2 separate regions of the Drosophila melanogaster genome follow, and region 1 is linked to region 2. Evidence: chromatin contacts called from public Hi-C data. All regions are on one chromosome and are shown on one strand. The core of a region is the stretch at or near the end of the contact, and the rest is flanking DNA. Distances in the headings are between cores, read along the strand shown.

The links. Hi-C and Micro-C count contacts between places; a contact is called where the count stands out from the background.
Region 1: a Hi-C map of the Kc167 cell line shows a contact between it and region 2, with 2.5 times the contacts expected there. The contact joins the promoter of lncRNA:CR45668 here to the enhancer-like site in region 2. A contact is called at or near these places in 5 of 107 Hi-C or Micro-C datasets (the Kc167 cell line, the S2 cell line, embryo and 2 more).

The regions. Positions count from the first base shown.
Region 1 is chrX:5,897,164-5,903,261 of dm6, reverse strand. It overlaps lncRNA:CR45668 (long non-coding RNA:CR45668), which reads left to right and starts at 3,273. Exons shown (of 3, transcript NR_123807.1): 1 at 3,273-4,207. It overlaps Act5C (Actin 5C), which reads right to left and starts at 2,401. Exons shown (of 2, transcript NM_001297986.1): 1 at 2,249-2,401; 2 at 1-572. The coding sequence starts at 564.
Region 2 is chrX:2,649,845-2,656,254 of dm6, reverse strand. All of the region lies in intron 4 of sgg (shaggy), which reads right to left. Among named protein-coding and RNA genes, the nearest start is that of sgg, 19 kb to the right of the region's middle. Within about 2 kb of position 3,589, at least 32 of the 39 cell types and tissues checked have an H3K27ac peak or open chromatin away from gene starts, as enhancers often do. A contact at or near this core is called in the Kc167 cell line, the S2 cell line, embryo and 2 more, where this site is marked.

The DNA.
Region 1 (6,098 bases), core at 2,024-4,523, 3.2 Mb before region 2:
GTCGGTCAAATCGCGACCAGCCAGATCCAGACGCAGGATGGCATGGGGAAGGGCATAACCCTCGTAGATGGGCACGGTGTGGGAGACACCATCGCCGGAGTCCAGAACGATACCGGTGGTACGACCGGAGGCGTACAGCGAGAGCACAGCCTGGATGGCCACATACATGGCGGGTGTGTTGAAGGTCTCGAACATGATCTGGGTCATCTTCTCACGGTTGGCCTTGGGGTTCAGCGGGGCCTCGGTCAGCAGCACGGGGTGCTCCTCGGGTGCCACACGCAGCTCATTGTAGAAGGTGTGGTGCCAGATCTTCTCCATATCGTCCCAGTTGGTCACGATACCGTGCTCAATGGGGTACTTCAGGGTGAGGATACCACGCTTGCTCTGCGCCTCATCACCCACGTACGAGTCCTTCTGGCCCATGCCGACCATCACACCCTGGTGACGGGGACGTCCCACAATCGATGGGAAGACGGCGCGGGGAGCATCGTCTCCGGCAAATCCGGCCTTGCACATGCCAGAGCCGTTGTCGACAACCAGAGCAGCAACTTCTTCGTCACACATTTTGTAAGCTGCAATGGAAAGAATGCGGATTTCCCATTAGTTTTTGGTTACCTTATTTGGTAATGTAGAAATGGCAAAAAAAAAACTGAGAATTTGCGTGGTTTCCTTGGACTGCGCTGGTCTACCAAAGTACAATTGTCATAACAAACTAACTTGTTTTTCGTGTACAATTAAAAATCACTCAATGCAATGTACGTTTTTTTAGTACAAAATTTTAATCTTGGACAAAAAAAATTTCATAAAAAAATACTTTTCCGATTGAAAACTGATTTTCACTTGCGATCGAATTGTAATAAGAAATTAAAAGAACAGTTACAAAATAGAAGGCCCCGCCCCGAAAAATTAAAACCACAATACGAATATGCCGAAAAGGGAGGGGAGAAGCTTCTAGACGACACTTAACGAATGCCGGTGCAAAAGAAAGCCGCAAAGAGAGCACAGTTGCCTGTGTGTATGCGCCCTTAAAATGGCGGCTGCCTAAAACTCGAATTGGAACCCGAAATTAACATTACAAAATAAAAAAAAAAAAAAACACTAAACGCACTCTAGAAAATTTAACAATTAAGAGCCACGAAACTTTTCAAAGCTAGTTAAACTTTACCTTTTTGTTCGATTTAACAAATTCAAGGCGTGAAAACTACTGTAAACGCAAGTGGCGAGGCTGAGCTAAGCGACCGCACGGTTTGAAAGGAATGACTGGAATAAACCGACTGAAAGTGGCTGGTGAATGTTGAATGCCAGTTAACTGCGTTTTTCAATCGCTGCCTGCGTCGACGTCGCCATAGGCGTCGCTCGCTCTCGCCATCTCGCTCGCTCCGCGCCATGGTCGCTATGGGTGCGAAGGAGAGCGCTGGTGTGTTGAATTGCGGCGGCCAAGTTTTGTGACCATATATGGTCATGTTTCGAGGCGAAAAGCAAACCGTCGTCTGGCTTTCGCTCTCTCACACACACATACACTCTCTCTCGTTATTTTGCGCGTGAGTGTGTGTATATGAACGAATGCTCGAAGGTTTTCTCCATTTTTGCAACTACAACTTTGAAAAACCGGCAAAAATTTCTGCTTCAGCCAAAACGGCTGCCTACGTCACTATTTTCAAGAACCTGATCTAGTTTTACAGATTATAATATGCATATACTGTATGTATGTACATTTATGGATGATCTGGTGTTTTAGGGCGTGGGAAAAAAAGAAAGTGTTGGCGAATTGATTTGCAATTCGTAATTTGGCATATCTTTGGGTGAAATCGTGACACGCCCACATCAGCGAGCTTGGCTTTAAACACTATATTAGATCCTAACATTTGAGTTGGGGCTATTGAATTGCTTTGGTTTTTATAATTTCGTATAATTTGTATGTATATATCCTGAAATCTGCAGTTGTAATCCTGATTCTTGAGTTATGGTATTTGAAACCCTGGTTTTGTTAATTTTGATGTCTTTCGACCTATTGGTATTTTGATTGACAATTTAGGGCCAAACTTGGGTATTTTTGGAGTTTTGGTCAATACAATAACTCTTTAGCTCGTGGCTAGTATTTTTTGATCACTTTCAGCACTGGCACATAAAAAAATGTTTTGTTTACAAAAAAAATCACACATTTTCCGCGGCTTTTCTCGATTATTGCTTTTTCTTGGTGGGAGTGGTTCGATGGTGTTTTGTTGTTGGGAAGGGGAAAGCTACTTACATTTGGTGTGTTTTATTAAAATTAATTAAATAAATATAAATTAAGTCTTTCGGTTTGGTGTCTCTGGATTAGACGACTGCTGGCTGATGGAGCGGCTTTGTGTCGGGAGGAGTATCCACACAGCACAAGAACTCAAACGGTAGTGATATGAAAACTGGTCCCGCAGCCCGTTTTATAAAGCCCGCTTAGCGCTAAAACCTTATCAGCCGCAATGCTCTCCGCTCTCAAGTCGCGTTCAAAACTTTTACCATATATGGGTATGAATTGTTCGCCGATTGGGTTTTCATTTACGGAGAATTTCCTCCGCAACTGGGTGTTCGTGCTTGTGTGTGTCTTGTATATCGCCATGAAGAGTGTACTTCCATGGGTCCTATCAGTTGCGGCATGTGATTCAATTTGGGGGTTACTCATATTCGATACTTCAGCTGGTTATCTTTATGCTGTGATGGTCACGGTGCTTTTACACATTTTTTCCCCAACTACTCATTGTATGCCAAAACATACATATGTACATGTGTTTATAGTGGGTTTATTAGTAATGTCCAGCGATATTAAAACATTACAGTTAAATAATATTCATATTAGCTTACGTTTACTGCTATCTGCACTTCAAATTGGTTATTCCAGGGACATTTTGTGCAACACACATCTTCTAGTAGGGCATTCACTAGTCGTAGAAAACACACCTAACTTAAGCCGGTTTTAACAATAACGGCGAAACAGCTGCCAGACGAGAGAAAAGTACACAGCAAGAAGCATTTCTATAATGATGCCGTCCTAAATATGCAGCATTTTTGCTCAAATTGATCATTTCGTTGCATCGCTCAGGTGGTATAGTATTTGGCTATTGAATGTGATTGCTATCTTAATAGTTTTGAATAGTAATAGTGCAAATATTCATTCATAAAAAATAGGTAATCGATTTTTTCAGTGCAGTCTATGCGTTTGCGCAACAGAGACGAAGAGAGAGACGCCTCACACACAAGCACATGCGGTCTAAGCTGCTCTCCCTCTTTTTCTCTCTCTCTCTGGCTTGCGGCAGTTTTCCAGAGGCTGTGACTCAGTAAGCATTTCTTGTTGTTACCCTAACGATAAGCGTCCGATTCCTAATTCTCTTTCAAATAATTTGTTTTATTTTTTTTTTTGTGTGTTTTGAAGTCAAACAGCTTCATAAACAATATTAAATATCGCAATTGTTATTGCAAATGCATTCGTATCAGGCGCCTTGATGTTTTTCGCCAAAACTTCGTCTGCTCTTTGTCAGCGTAATTGCGTTTGCCGGTCGTGCCGTCTTGCTCGCACGCGGCTTGCAAACAAAAAGTGAAAGAGGGAAAGCCACCTGTGTTGTTGCTTTTGTTGCTATCGTTGGCTGCACACACATGGCAATAAGTAACCATATTGTAGACTTATTTATTTTAGCGTTTTCGTTGACTAATCTTTGTTTAAATAATTGCCTATTTCGAGCCAAAATGACGCATAAAAGGAAACGGCAACATGCGGTGCGTTGAGCATGCGTAAGCGAGATGGCGCTAGAGAGAGCGCAGCATAAAAAGAAAAAAACAACCGGCGAGTGGCGAGACACGAATAATACACACACGCACACATGGTCAAAGGAGTGGCTCCAACGTCGGTGACGTCGCGCCCAGCCACAGACCCCGCCACGCCCCGCCCCACCCTTCCTTCCGCTGCCCCGCACCCCTTTCCTTCCACTACCGTTTTGCCGCATTTGGTATTGCCATCTCGCTTTTTTGGCTTTACTTTGCTTTTTGAATAAGCCAAGAAACTGAAATCAAAGCGGACAGTCCGAAAATTGAATATTCCAAAAAACAACAATTGCACATGCACTGCGTTCGGCAAAAGACGCAGAAATTCAAGCCTTTTGGTCTGGCATCATCTTAAAATATCATCAGTATCATCATTGCCATTATAAATACATAAGAAAATGAGAATACATTAAAGGTATTTATTTTACAAACGCTTTACTTTATAAAAATACAACTATTATCGGAAAGCAATGCAAAATATGCCACTTAATTCCAGTTCTTTGTCATAGTCAACATATTTTGCAACAAAATTATCTATAGATAACATGTTTTTGTAGAAAATTCCACTAACTGATTTTCGTATAAATACAAATTATTCTCATTCTTCAAAATACTCGCCGACGTCATCGCGAAATTCCTCAGCATTCTTCGACAAATGAAGAGAGACAGCGAGTGACACAATCTTATCTTGCCGACGAGTCTTTGAAAATGGCCCCGGGTAACGGTGAAAAACATATAGCCAAGAATGGAGCGATCGCCAGGCGATGGAAATTGGCTTCAAATTGCTCCGAATATGGCCAGTTGGTCAGTTGGCATTGGATTGTGGAGAGATACTAGATCAGCTCGTTCTCCTTCTCCTCCGCATTCTCCTACTCCGCCCGAAGACGCTTCTTTGATCGCTTCTTTCTCGAATGTGTACATATTCATTATGTATTTGGTGTTTGGCGACGATCAGCCAGCTTTAATGGCCATAAAACGTGTCTTGGTTTGTGGGCCACATAACAGGCAGCGAGATCTGGAAAAATGATGTGACAGTGGAAATGAGAAGTAGGTGCATCTGCAAAGATTTGATTCAGAGTTGATGCCATTCATGGAAAGAGTCATTTATGAATATGATTTTTTTTTAGAAGTATCATTTGTGTTTTTAGAATATAGAATTCTATGGAACATTCTTTGGAACAAAATCATAACCTTTTTTTTGGCTCTATTTGCTTCTCTCAAGTTCGTTGCTCGATCGTTTGTTTTTTGTTTTTTTTTTTTTTTGGCAAGGCGATGAAAAAACTCGCAGAAATTTCCCCGGGCCAATGGCTTCGGTTTTCGGCACTTTTAACCTTGCGCCACTGAATTCAAGAAAAAAAAGCTGTTTTTGAAGGGAAACAGTTCGAAAAAGCGCTGGAATCCGACGGAGGGACGGCGGTGAGGGGTATCGAAACTAGAAATACTGAAATGGCCAAAAACAGCGCGTTGATGTTGACTTTGAGACCGCTATTAAGCGAAAAGCAACAACATTTAGCCATGATCAACGACCTTTCTCCAAAAGTACGTAACTCGTCACGTTTTCTACGCTCACACACGTCAAGCGAAGTAAATGAAATAAACAAGTTGAGCGACTTGGGCCAAAGCCATTGTCAAGGTCATTGAATGTGAAAATTTTCGTAAATTTTTCGCATTTCATTTGGTTTTCTTCCATTTCCATTATTTTTCGTGCACGCACCGCCAGGGTTGCCACCCCACCCCTTTTCGCGTTATTTTTATAACTATGTACATACATATGTATGTATGTTTGTTTCACATTTCAACAGCTGGCATTGCAGTTAACCGCTTTTGGCTATCTTCAAGTTGCAAATACATTTTCACTCCAGCGTTTTTGGCCATTTCGGCATCGCAACGCAATTGGAAAAATTAAATACAGCCATTAATTGCTTGTCTTAATTAGTTTGCGTGCACAAACACGTTGGAAAAGTGCGGTGGTGGAAGGAAGGGAGGGAGGTAGGTAGAGGGGATGTACGTAAGTTTTGATCGTGCGTTTGCAGTCGGGGGAGTTAAGCACCCGAAAACCAAGGCCATGGACGGTTAGTTTGGCTAAAAAGGCGAAAAAACGTTTGAAGAAATCTCGAAATCTCAGCCAAGAATTGAAGAACAGCACCACTCAAATTTTTAGCACCAAAAATCCAGTTCATATCTAATTATTAGTGTTTATTATCAAAACTCCATCAAGGATTCAAATGAACCTATTGAAACGGAGTGTAGCTAGTATATGTAAAGTTGCTAGTATTCTGGCCTCCACTGTGGCCATTAAAACATCT
Region 2 (6,410 bases), core at 2,340-4,839:
CGATTCCACAGTTCCATCAACGCCTGTTGCTTGCACGCCAGCACCATCTGTTGGCCACCTCATCAACCGCGCGAAAGTGAAAGTACAACAACAACGAGCGCATAGAACAGCATAAAATAGAACAGTAGATGAAATGTGCAAAAGAAAATAGCAAACAGCTAAACATTTGCATTTCATTTGGGAAAGAAATAGGTGAAGAATCATTAAATGAGACGAATTGAAGAGTAAAGCGCCACAGGAAATTTTGCGCATCTACATATTTGCCAAAGACTTGAGAATACCAACCAGTCAACAACAGAAGAAGCAACCAAAAGTGGGAGGCCCTGGTGTGGTGATACACAAAAGCCCACCCTACGCAGGGGGTGGTAAATAAAAATATCAAACATATTCATACATACATACATCATATTCTACTATGTACATACATATGTATGTATAACGAAAAAGAAGAAACCGAAAAAGCTTGTGCATGGCTATCGCTATCGCTATCGTTGACTTCCTTCGCCAGCTGCTAATGACCGGGAGTCGGCAATCAATAATTAGAGCTGACCAGACAATTAACCCATGACAGACTGCAGCACATCGCATCACACCGACGTCGATTAACATCTTAAAGGCATATGACTTCGATAGCAATGGTGGCGAATGCCGATTACAGCGATAACGATAAACAAACGTAAACTGGTTAAAAGCAGAAATAGATTGAAACAAAGAAGATTCTCTACCTTATTACATTTTTCGTATACCATATCTGTACAAATTCTTCTAGAAAAAAGCCTTTAATAATTGATATTGCAACGCGTAGTTGCCTCTTGCCAGGGAACTCGACAAACAAAAGACAATGGGACATTTAACACAAAAGGAAAGTTACAGGGCACAAAGCCACCAACACAATGCCGTCAAAATGGTAAAGAGAGCCAATGGCAAAAACACGAGCCAGCAGCTCTGGAAAACTAAAGGAAAAGGAAGCGAACAACACAAAGGAAAGGTGATGGGAGAAATGTGAGGGGAGGTAGATGGTGGTTAGGTGGTGCCAAAGCCAACACGCGATTAGTGAATGCCCAACCCTGGTGGCAACCGCCACCCAATCACCAATTACCACCACCACCCACACCTTTATAGTCCCAAATGGCAGCAAGAACAACCAAAAACTGGTAAAAACCGAAACAACAAGCTCAACGTCCAAACTGGCTTCTCAAAATGCGATAATTTGTGGTAATAATAATACCTTGATTCTCGTCGTCTAGAACACATGTAAATATATATATTTTATATATATTCAGAAATCCTTCTATGTAAACGGAATGCATGTATAATGAAAACAATCAATATTTGTTGATTAGGCATCGGCGTATGCGTTTGCTCGTATCATTAGAACGGCAATTATATGATAATTGTTTAACCCACTTATATGACAACAAAGTGATAAAATGGAAACGAGGAAACTTGGAGAACAAAGTTTTTCGCTCTGACTTCGAAACGATGACTTTAAATATATACATTAAGAGCAATCCATTATCAATTGATTAGTAATTTCAGCTGAAAATCAATAATTGCAGCAAGAGATAACGGCCAAACAATGGAAACAAAAAAAAAAAAATAAATTGAACTCAAGGCGAGGAAATATAAAGAGAGCACTACTCACAAAGAACCCTGATGCAAACAAGAGCTAACAATTCTAGTATTCGATTCCATTCCAGAAAAGCTATATAGTAGATATAAGCTCTAAAAAAATGAGGAGCCCATATTATGTTGCTAGACTACCAAACAGTTTCAGAGAGCCACTCCACTCCATGAAACTATGACCAATCAAATAATAACGCTATTCGTGTCACTCATCCACTTAAAAACCCACTCCCTTCTACTTGAAATTCACTTTCGGTCCTTAGTCGTGCACTCAATACGATACGAACCAACAAAACCAAAGACCAACCAGGTGGGATGGTGGGTGGCTGGCCTGAATGTCAAGTTGTCGCCAAACCAAAGCACCGATTCTGGAGTGGCTTTGCTTCTGTTCTGGTGGGCGGGCGGAAGCAGGAGGAACTCGACTTATGCCAAAACCACACGTGCATGTCGCAATTCATGGCCCAATCTTATCAGCAAATAAAAAGTAGCAACAACAACGCTTCAGGCAAATTGCCTAATTAATCAAAAATAATATAAAACGCTTAGCCAAAAGTGAACTTTGGTCATGTGTGTGTTGTGCTAAGTACGTTTCCCTGTTAATTGGGAACGGGAAACAGAGTGAAATGGGACTGGGGGTTATTTATATTGAAGCACCTCGGATCATGTATCGCCTATCTATATGGCCCGTCGTTTTTAAGTATGCATATAGAACATATAGGAGTACATGATCGTGTACGAGAGTATATGAACTGGGAAAGTAGATTAACTTGCGATGATAAGCGGCAATCCACTCTAAAAACCTCACACCATACATATGTATATGCGAACGTATGCCAATCCCCAAAACCCCCTCGAAAAAAAACCCCTTCTTGTTGCCAAGTTCTTTGTTTTCGTTTTTACTGCACTTGATTATCATAATTACATGACAAAACAACAACAATGTTGGGTTGTTGCTTAATGTAAACAAATAAACAAGGCAGCGACGAGAAGAAGCATTTTCCACATTGATAAGAAATTACAAAATATTTTTGTTTATTTTTTGGAATTTATGGGAAAGTCACGACGACTGCGATTGTAAAAATAAAACGAAACACAATATGCATAAAAAACAAAAAACACAGTGAGTCAACTCATAAAGCGAAAGAGTGTTTGAATGTATTATGTTATGTTGCTTAACACAGTGATTTTTGTCGAAACAATTCTACTACTTCAAGTGGCCACTTAAATTGACATTGGCTTAGTCACTGCCCATTTTTACCCATTCAAAGACGACCGAAGGAAAAAAACCAAGACAAATTCAACGAGCGCTGACTAAATGTGGAGTTCCAAGTACTTGGGTTGTCCCCCAAATGCAAAAACTCGAGCCAAGAAACCTGAGAAACAAAACAAAGAAGAAAAAATATGCAAAAGTAAGCCAGCGAACTGCCTTCAACCCAGACTTTTAAAGACCCTTATAGCTATTAGTCAAGTAAAACAATAACAAAAAAAAAAAAAAAAAAAAAACTTATAACTTAATAATAATATTTGCAAGCCATCAATGAATTGCATCAGCCAATTCAATAAGCACGATCGTTAGGATAGTGAACTCAAAAATTCAGGTCACCATGAAATTTAGATTTTCGTCATTTTTCTCCCATTTTTCCCACAAAAATTACGCACAGTTTATCACAGAGAAAAGCGCTTGCACCGCATAAAGTTTACCAAAATGTTGGTTTATTTATAGACAATCTCTCCACTTTTTTTTGTTTTTATTTTTTGGCTCACACCCCCGCCCCCCTCGTTGAATAAGTGAACCATGTGTCATCCAACAGCAAAACAAAAAAAAAACAAAAGGCACACACACACAAAACCACAAAATATAAAAGAAAAATCGAATCATTAATGAGCTGAAAAAGCCGACAAATGCTCTCATGAGAAAAGGAACGACAGCTGCTCTCCCTCTCACGCAGTTGCAACCATCTCACTCCCACAGTCTAGCCCCTCTCGCTCCCACTTCAGCCCCACAATGACGCAATGCGTGGCAGCATTTACGTCAGGCGAATGCTGAAGTTTCTGCTTCTTTCTCGCCGCTTCCCCTGTTTCTTGATGAAACGCCTTTGTGTTGTTTTTGTTTTTGTTTCTGTTGCTTGTTTCTCGTTATGTTTCATTTTCATTGTGCTTCCCCGCATTATTGTTTAAAATCGAAAGCACAGAAGTTAGCCACATAACCCCTTACAAAGTTCGCCGACACACCGACTTCATGCGCTATGTACGTTTATGCAGTAAGGTTTCATGATTTCGTAAAAGCGCGAACTTAAATTGAAACAAAATGCGAGTATAGTGCATTGCATGAACGCAGTACTAGAGTAGAAAAGCAAGAAAACCAAATCAATATTATTCTGGGTATAGTAAATAAACTTTACCAAGATTCCACTCAAGTAGTTTTTTACACATCGTATCTGTTAGGTGGCGCAGACACTTGATGACTTGATGACACCAGACGGCAGGCGAGCCCAAAACTCTATATGGCGTGCGATAAGATTTCCCCACAGACAGACAAAATCCAACAGCGACAGCAAGACCCACTTTTCGCCCAAGGTGCTAGTGCACTGGAAGATCGATGCCAAGCAACTTGGGTCAAGTTGCGTCAGATTCGGTTCAGACCAGATGCCACCGGACCACCAGACCCACAAAAGTCTGGTCGAAATTTACTGCGAGTTACAAACGACATCGCAAATACTCGTAGACGACACTCGGGGGCGTTTGGGGAAGCACGTGATAAGTGATAAGCGGATTTTTTGATGGATTCACGCTAAGTGCTAGTCCCAATACTGTATGTTTATATTTGTCGTAGGTAAATTGCAAGGCGGAAAATGAATTCGGCGCATAAATAACGAAGTGCTAATTGCAAATCTCGACCCAGTGGAAAATTTGTGTGTCTTTCTTTTCTCTTTTTAATCGATAATTGGGAGTCGTGGAATAAAAGACTTCACCTCGAAGCCATTAAATTTCCATCCAATAATTCATCTAGTACTTCCCATCTCATGCCGTCTCTTTCTCGTCGAGCATGGGCCGCTAATTAAATTTGCACGCAAGCGAGCTGGAAGGAAAAGGACGGCGCTACGAGTACTAGAGATGTGCTAATTGTGCACGCTAATTGCGCCAAAAGATTCGCAACGAAACGCAGAAAATACGTTTGTGTCTGTCTGTCGGTCTATATATGCACACATATGTGAATCAAGAAGAGGAGGAACGTTTCGTGTTCCGTTTCACATTGTTGTGCAGCAGACTGGAAAGTTTTGGCGAGCGGCGAAAAATCTCAGTGTAATCGGTGGTTGAGGAGGGGAGGGGAGGGGGGGGGGGGCAGCCGATTTAGTTGGTCATGCGATAATTTCGTTAGACGCCACGCGCCGCTGATTAAACGTCCTTTTCTCCCCATTACCTGCCCACACAATTTGCATTAAAAATAGACAAAAGGCAAGTGATAATATTTGGCGTCTATTTTTGGATGCAAAACGTTCCTACTGTTGATCAATTAATTGACGCCAGGCAATGTGCTAAGTGGAATGGGCGAAACGAATCGGAATGGATCACGGACAGTCAAGGCCAAATGTGATTTAGCCTGAAACAGTGAAATTAAACCCGGAGGTGATAACCACAACGAAACAAATTAAGCGCAATAAAAACCAAATACAAATCCTTACAGTTGGGTAAATGCACAGTTTTTAGCTGGCTAAATTTCAAACGTTGCGTTGGCACAGCGGAATAGAACGCAGCCAAGGCCAGGCACGACCGTTAACCTGAAACAGCAAAATGAAACGAGGAATAAACGCAACAGATCAATTAAGGCAACTTAAACAGTTGGTAACTTTCTAAACGGCTCGTTGTTTGCTTTTTCTTCGCAGCCTTCGGTCAGCGGTCGATAATCGGCCTTGCCAATTGGGGGGCGGGAACGATGGTAAAGGGGCTGGTGGGCGGCGTAGTTGCGAACACCACACAACTGGTTTCAATGTGGCTTACTGGCCTCGCCACTCGCAAACCAAACAGCCAGCCCACCAACAAAAGAACAGCAAATGGCCAAAGCCAAATCTAAACCGCAAAGGTTAAAAGCGCATTCGATGCGATACAAGTACACCATATAATATATATATAATGTAATCTCACAACTTAAGTCATAGAAGTATAGACCTTTTTCCATTCCATTCACCTGCACAAATAAAATGTAAGGAGGAGCGGTGCGTCACAAAGGCAAATGCTTTTCCGCCATTTCCACATTCTCGCACAAATTAATTGCGTTTTTCGTGCTGCGCTACGAGTTTCCGCAAAAACGGGCACAATAAAGCCAAGCAAGCGGCATCGAGCAACCCCCCCTCCCCACCCTCCTCACGTTATTGACAATATTTTCGTTTAGAACTCAATTTAAAGATTAGTTTTAACTTGTCACTCGCTGTCAATCAATTCAATCGAAACCACCACCCGATGACAGTTACTGAACAAACGACGAGTGGATATCGACGAGTTAATTCCCGTCATACAGGAAGAGTAAGTCCTGAAGAAATCCACACAATGAACATGTTCCCAAGCTGTGTGCAGCTATTAAGTTGATTTTAGTGCCAGCATGATGGGGGGCACATTCTCCAATAGATTTGTATGCTCCCAACACAATCCCAGCAATCCAATCAACAGACAACACACATTTAATAGAATTGTGTGCAATAAAAAATAAGTTAATTAATTGAGCGAAAAAGCAATTTTCGAACGGAATAAAACGGAATGGAACAGCGCGTGCTGTGAAAACTGTTGTC